2 separate regions of the Rattus norvegicus genome follow, and region 1 is linked to region 2. Evidence: chromatin contacts called from public Hi-C data. All regions are on one chromosome and are shown on one strand. Each heading gives the region's core, a stretch centred on a gene start, on an enhancer-like site or on the middle of the called end of the contact. The rest is flanking DNA. Distances are from core to core; before and after follow the strand shown.

Region 1 (3,860 bases), core at 1,020-3,519, 150 kb after region 2:
GTTTACAAATACACCAGAAGTTCACCGGGCTTCCCCATCAGCTCAGGTGGTGTGAGGAGGAAGAAGAGGGAATGGTTGGTCCCTTTCACAGATGCACTAGTAAGAGATGCAAATATGTCAGGGGTCAAGATATAACGAGGAAGCAAGGGAGAAAGCCCGGGGGGAGCTGAGGCATCCCTCTCTTTCCACCACCCCCAGCCTCATGTGGCCATGACAACACATAGTATGCACAGAGGATAGAAGGGGTGCCTGATACCCCATACCCAGCATAGACCCGGCTGGGATCTACCTGGTGCAGCTTCCAAGGGGCAATAGAAACTGGGAGGCCACACCTGGCCAGGGCACCTTGAAGCCCCATTTCTAGCAGACTCCCCAGAAACCCCACCCCTCCTTTTCCATGTTCCTCCTGGCAGATTTCAAGCTTCTGACCTCAGCAATGGCCCTTACCTCAGCTGGGCTTCCGGGAAAGGCAACAGCCTTGGTAGTGGGCAATGGGGACACTTGTGGCTCCAGGGAGCTCCAAAGGGAGAAGGGATCTAGAGCCAGGGGCATACTTTAAAAAATAGTGAAACCGTCTGGACCAAGAGCCCCACCCCAGGCAATCAGGGAGGCCTCCAAGAGGAGGCAGCCTCTTTCCCACACTGTGTAGGACAGGTAGGGTGTCCCTGGGTATGCAGCATTTGGGAGCCTGGTGGTGTCAATCAAATGAGAGAGCAAAGGTCTTGAGGTGGGATTGGGCCCAGGGAGGGAAATAACAATCAGTGAGACCCATAAGGTACCAAAAGGAGGAAAGACCGAACCAGGCTGGGGCAGCCTTGGGGACCAGCCTTGAAGTTTCCACTGCTCCTTTAAGATCTCAGCAGAACGGGCCCTGCCACCTGGGGACACAGTGAAGACAGGAACAGTTAAGAAGGGGGACAGACCACCCAGGGAAGCAATAGAACCAGTCTGCGGTTTGAAAGGTAGAGTCCTAGCTCTCTGGCTCACATGCTGTGTGTCTTGGGCATGTCCAACCTCCCTGATCCTTATCTGCGACGTGGGAAATGTGTACTTGGGAAGAGCTAGCTTTGCAAACTGCAGCTAGCTGGTCCCCTTGCCAGACCAGTGTTACTCTGAAAGACAGGCAGGTTGCAGCTTTGAATAGTGAGGGGTGGCCACGCCCGCCCCTGCCACCTCCTCCTCCTTCTCTGGTTGCAAACTCTCACTGTTCCTTCCCCAGTGACATCTGTCTGGGAGAAATTTAAAATTTAAAACGGGCAGCCCCATTATCTGCTCTCCTTGGCGAATGGCCTCTTCACTATGCCTGTCTATCCCAGTCCCTTGATGGCTCAGCCTGGGGCAGTCCTGCGGCCACCCCTCTGCCTCAGAAGCTGGATGCCCAGTACGTCAGCAGCCCCTCCCTGCTCTGTCCCAGTTGGTGCACTGCACAGCCCTGGGCACCCTCCAAGCCGGGACACTTCACTGTCCCTGCAGAGGCAGTAGGTAAAGAGATCAGCCAGACCTAGGTTCAAATCCCTATAGGGCTGCGTGGCCTCGGGCTGCAGCGGGACCTCTCTGAGTCTTGTTCTCCTGGTCTTAAAAGTCAGAGAATCATAGTGCCTAGGCTTCTTATGGGAGATTAATATTTACTGTTCCCCAATTGAATCTGGGCGCCTGGGTAAAGAGGGAGGACCTGGGGGGGGGTCCTGCTCTTGAAGCCTGGAAAGATGAGTGGGGCGCCTGGCATAGGTTAAGGAATTGCTAGTGAGGAGGACCCCCACTGAGGCTGTGGGTGAATGGGACTCTGCGCGCCGGTCATCTGTCGGCTGTCCCCAACTGAAGGGCTGATCCACAACCAACTATAGGTCCTCTCTCCTCACTGCACGAGCAAGCACCGGGGTCTCCGATGGGGGTGGGGACTGGCTGAAGCCGGTGCCTTCTGCAGGGAGCCTAGAGTTCAAGTCTCCGCTGAGGGGAGGAGAAGAGCAGGTACTCCCCCTAATCTCTGCTCAAGCTCCCCAAACTCCAGCCCCCACACCGGTCCCCGCGCCCGTGGGTACCTGCGGTTTGTCGCGCGGTCGGTCCTCAAGTTGGGACGCGCCGCCCACGGTCTTCCACCGCTCGTGGACCATCTTCCTGCAGGACCCGCAAGGGGTGCGGGGCGAGGGCGAGCGCAAAGGAGGCGAGGGGTGCACAGGATGCGTTGCACTTGCAGGAGGTCCCCTCGGTGCCGGGGATCCGGGGTGGCCCGGGAGCGGCGGCCGCAAGCTAGGCTGCGTGTGAGCGCGTGTGATTGCTGGGAGCGCGGGCGCGAGCCTCCGAGAGCCGCCCGCGCCGCGCCGTCCCCGCGTCCCGCTCCCGCGCCTCCCGCGCGCTCCGCCCTCTTCCTCCCGGCTTAGTCTCCGCGTCTTCGTCTCGGACTCTCAGGGCCTTTTATTGCTCCCCGCAGCTTCCCGGGCACGCGCTCCCCTCCTCCCCCAAGGGCTCTAAGAGTGACTCCCGCTCCAGCCGGGTCGCTAGGGGTTGAGAGAGGGGACTAGCCAGCAGCAGCGGGCGTGACGGCAGCCAACGGCTCCCCGAGGAACCTTCGCACCCTGCGGTGCCCCGCGCAAACTTCCTCTAGGGCAGGACTCCTCTAAGTCCCAGGTGTAGAGATCACCCCTAAGGAAGGGGCTAAGCGGAGACCGGTTGTCCCTTGCGGGGCTCCGGGGTTCCAGGTCCTGGGCAAGTATGCACGTGGCCGGCTAATCTCCAGCCCTGGGGCCTGGTGCTGGAGTCCCCCACTCCGCAGCAGGGCTGCTGCACGCCCCCAAGGCATCTGCCCACCCGGAGTCCCCGCCAACCCCTCCAAAGCCGTCCTGGAGCTATCCCAACCGCTGGAGGAGGGATGTGAGCCACCAGTGGGGGCTTCTCAGTCGTCCCTCCCACCAGCAACACTTTTTAAAGCGTTTAATCCGCCCGAGCAGCCTTCGGAGGTAATTGACAAAGTCCTTAATCTGCGCGGTTAACGAGCTGCTGTTGTGACTCCGACCGTGTGGCTCCCACGCGCCCCACGCCGCGCCCCGCCGGCCGCCCTTCCCCCAGCTCCGCAGAGACGCCTGGGCCCCCCGCTACTTCTTAAAGCTGTTTTCCGGCTCCAGGGCGCTCTGGCCGCCTTGCTGTTCCCTGGCACCGGCGTCGTCTCTCTCCCACCGGTTTCCAGTCTGTCGCCCCATCTTCGTCTTCATCCCTCTTCTCGTCCCTCTAGGTGCCTGGCAGACGTGGGGTAGACCTTGTGAGGGTGGGGCCCGAGCCTAACACAGGCAGAGTGGTCCCTAGGATCGCAGCTGGAGCTAGGCACCGTGGCCACATGCCCTCCCAGACTGTCACCAGCCAGAAACTCGGTCCTACAGTCTACGAACTTCCAGAGTTACCGGTGGCTGTCGTCTCCTGCAGTCCCAGCCCGGTTTCCCACCAGCAAGCTGCCAGAGTTACTGCCCAGTAACCTAAGGCTGGGGTCAGAAGCCAGTTCCTTGAGGATGTACCTGTGTCAACCTGAAACACCCCCCACCCCGCAACTCCTCATCACTTAAAAGGGTTGTAGGTGACCCAGAGATCCTTCAGGCCTAAGCGGGAAACTGTGATTACTGGCCACTAAACCTCTCTTGACATAGGTTCCCCTTGTATCCAAAGGGTTAACAGCACCTCAATCTGAAGGGCTCTCTCTTCTGGGATTCAGAAGCAGGCACCTTCCATAAGCATCTGAGGGGTTAGGGTTCAAACTTCCCTGCTGGAACCTCAGACAGGCTTCATACTCTCTCAGAGCCTGTTTCCTCATTGGGCAAGCAAGGATGGACGAGAAAAAGGATTTCCCAGGGCCCCTCACAAGAAGTAGGTCTTAG
Region 2 (3,434 bases), core at 465-2,964:
CTGGAGAGATGGCTCAGTGGTTAAGAGCACTGACTGCTCTTCCAGAGGTCCTGAGTTCAATTCCCAGCAACCACATGGTGGTTCACAACCATCTGTAATGGGATCTGATGCTCTCTTCTGGTGTGTCTGAAGACAGCTGCAATGTACTTATATATAGTAAATAGATCTTTAAAAAAATAGACTCTTCAAATAAAAAAGCACGGATAAATAATCAGAGGGGAACAGGGGCACCCATTTGAAGACTGGTGGTACAAGTTAAGAGAAAGCTGGACAGCCAAACTGCAATTCAAATAACATGACAACCAGATTATTCTGTGAGTGAATTTAAGTTCCAGTTCTGAATCTGGGCACAAATTTTCAGTTGCTTCACAGTATTTCAAGTGACTTTTTGTTTCTGTTTTCTTTGTTTGTTTGTTTTGTTTTGTTTCAATACAGGATCTCTCTGTGTTGCCCAGGCTGTCCTGGAACTCACTCTGTAGACCAGGCTGGCCTTGAACTCCATCTGCCTCTGCCTCCCAAGTGCTGGCATTAAAGGCGTGGGCCACTATCACCCAGCCAGGTGACTGTTCTTTAATAATCGGAATGCCATTTTCTTTCTTTGTTTAACAGTTATTTGGAACTGAATGCTTCAGTAGAAAAGCCATGTTTTTGAGCAAGTAGTAGCGACTCTTAAATGACACTTCAACCATAGCTATGAATGCTTTTCCATCTGTGCTATGGGAACAGCACTGCATACGATAAAGCGATAAAGCATTTTATGTAAAAGTGCAGGCAGTGTGAGTGCTGTGATGAGTGGGTCCCTTTAGAAATGGGTCCCGGTAATAGGGACAATGAAGACTAGGAGACCAGAGGATGAACTTTCACAGGTGTGGGATAGTTTCTCAGACTTTTGAGGTCTAATAACCTCGACAAATTTCGCCTAACTTCGACTTTTAGGAGGACATGTGTCTCACCTGTGAAAGGATTCATACTAGTGCAAGCATACACGAAAGCAGGATCTCGCCTGGCATACTCTGAACTGACGCTGTTTCTTCAACCTCCTATCCCAAAGGATGCTTGCTTTCTCAATACTTCTTCCCAGGTTCCCATATTTGGGCCTTTCCCAAGTGATGAGGATGCAACGCACCGGTCATCTTAATTTCTAGGAGCCAAAGTTTCTCCCCAGCGAGGCTCAAAGAAGGAATCTAACTCCGGTTCTGGAAAACTCCAATCCGTAGTTTTCCCCTATCTCTGAATCTCCTGCGATCTTACTAAAGCGGTGAAGAAGTGCGCTGACCGGAGTCCACCGGCTTCCAGGAGGCGGGGCCGGCTCTCTGTAGCTATGGGAGCTGGAGGCTTGGGCCTCCGAGAGCAGCCTATGGGCGCCGGGACTACAAGTCCCAGTATTCCTCCTGGCAGCACCGCTCGCAGCTAGCTGTGGGCTCTCGCGCTCACTGGCCAATTGGACGGTGGTGAGGGACACACTGGTTATCGAAGACCAATGATAAAGCAGGTGGGGCGGGCGCTTCCTCATCGCTCACCTTGAGCTCTGAAAAGCTACCTTTAAAAGGTCGTGAGGAGCCGGGCTGTCGCAGGCAGTGAGGCTGGAAACCCGAAGGTGCGGCAGCGTGTAGGAGAGCGGCACCGGTGGCCTATTGGACTTCGCTCGGGAGATTCCGGCGTCGCTGGGGGCGGGACCGGGGGCGGGGCCTGGCCTCGTTGTGGCGCGGCTCGTAATCCATCATGGCGGCCTCGGGGGTTGGTGTCTATCCCTGAGAGGCGCCGGAGCTGGAACCGGGTGTCGGGTCCTGCGGCTGAGGAACCCTTCCGCGGCACACACCACCACTGGCTGGAGAAGCCGGGTTCTTCGGCAGAGCGGGGCATGCGACTGCTCGGCGGCGGCTGCAGAGTCTGGGGCCGGGGGAGGGGTCTCTAGGGTAGAGACCCCTCCGCTCGGGGCAGCTGAGGCGCGGGGCCTCCTCCCCTGTGACTGACTCCTGGTTCGGGACCGCGGGAGTCCATCGTCCCTCATAGCCCTGCTCTGGCTCTGGAACACCAGAGTGGTCTCAGTTTCTCCCTACCTGGGACACCCTGTTTCCTGAGAAGAAGCGTCGCCCCAGAGTAAGCCGCCCGCGCCCTGTCTGGGGAAGTCTCTTTCTCACCCCCAGGTCGCTCTTCTCTCGATTTCAACCCAAGTTTGGCCACGGAGCCCCTTATTCAAATCATCTCCTTGCTGTCAAGAGATCTCCGGGGGTCCTCCCAGATTGCATCCGCCGGGTCTCCGATGTCCTGACTTCTTCCAATGTCACCTACAGCCCCATTGGTCTCAGTGCAGCCCAAAACTTTAATGCAAAGGAAAAGTCTGGATTGGTTTCACAGGCCTTTTAAAAAGCGGACTTAAAAGTTGCTGGTCATGCATTCCTTCTCGGCAGAGTGGAGAGCAAGCTCTCGTTGAGATCTGTGTGACCCGTGTCATTTTCCGGAGACCAGGGCAGGGAAGTGAGGGCGGCAGGAAATTTGTTACAAGATGGAGAGACAAAGATAGGGGATTGGTTGACTTCCAAAGGAAAGATTGCAGAGAATATAAAAGAAGCTCAATGTTTCCATCGCGCTAGGGAGTTGAAATGACTTTCGGTACTGCTGGCACTTTTTTGACTTCTCTGTGATTATTTTTATCTATAGTTTTACTCTTGCAAAGAAAGGGTTCCTCAGCCTGCAACATAGACTTAGATTCAAGAAACTTTGGGTAGCATTGTGGTTACATGACTTCAAACTAATTACCTTGGAAAAGAATTCCGGATTCCTGTTTACATGTGTGAACCTCAAAACCAGCTTCCTTTGCTCCTGGAAGTTGTCTGTCTGTGATTGACCCAAGTTACTGACCCAGGTCGGTGGTGTGAACTTCTGGGTATATACTGTTGCCTGCTAACCCCCACGGACCATTCTGGAAGATCTTGAACCCTCTTCTGGAAAGGGGCGCCTGTCATTGCTTTATGGGGCAGCAGCCTGGAAAAGTACTTGGGGACCAAAGAAGGCCTAGTTTGCCCGCCCTACATTTTATCAAAGGGGCAGGGAAGAGGGACTCATCGAGACATGGGGGCCCACACTGCAATGTCTTTGTGGAACATGGTGAGTGCTTTCCAGGTTTCAGATCATTGTTTTTCCTTAAGCATCAAAGAAGTTTCTGTAACAAAACTTGTGTCAGTTCCTTGTATAAGAAAATTGTGGGTTCATTCAGTCTGCTTGAGTTGCTGGCTCTTGCCTGAGTCCACTTCTGGTTCACTGTAGACACAGGACAAGCCCTCTAACTGTTTTGGGTGGGGGGCAGCATTTCGTGGGGGAGGGGTTGATTTAAGTGACTCTGCAGCATCCACAGCTTCCTGTCTGCTCCCACTTTAGGCTGGGATTCTACAGCCTGTGCACGGATGTCTTTTATGGCTTTGTCTATGGAACGC

The links. A called contact is a pair of places that touch in the nucleus more often than the background predicts.
Region 1: a contact with region 2 is called in a Hi-C map of kidney, with 4 times the contacts expected there. The contact joins the promoter of Fibcd1 here to the promoter of Abl1 in region 2. A contact is called at or near these places in 4 of 12 Hi-C or Micro-C datasets (hepatocytes, kidney, liver and 1 more).

What each region holds. Positions count from the first base shown.
Region 1 is chr3:35,521,873-35,525,732 of GRCr8, forward strand. It overlaps Fibcd1 (fibrinogen C domain containing 1), which reads right to left and starts at 2,270. Exons shown (of 7, transcript NM_001107829.2): 1 at 2,040-2,270. The coding sequence starts at 2,111. It overlaps LOC120101519 (a long non-coding RNA gene), which reads left to right and starts at 2,339. Exons shown (of 2, transcript XR_010064751.1): 1 at 2,339-3,860.
Region 2 is chr3:35,375,873-35,379,306 of GRCr8, forward strand. Abl1 (ABL proto-oncogene 1, non-receptor tyrosine kinase) reads left to right here and starts at 1,715. Exons shown (of 11, transcript NM_001100850.1): 1 at 1,715-3,108. The coding sequence starts at 2,973.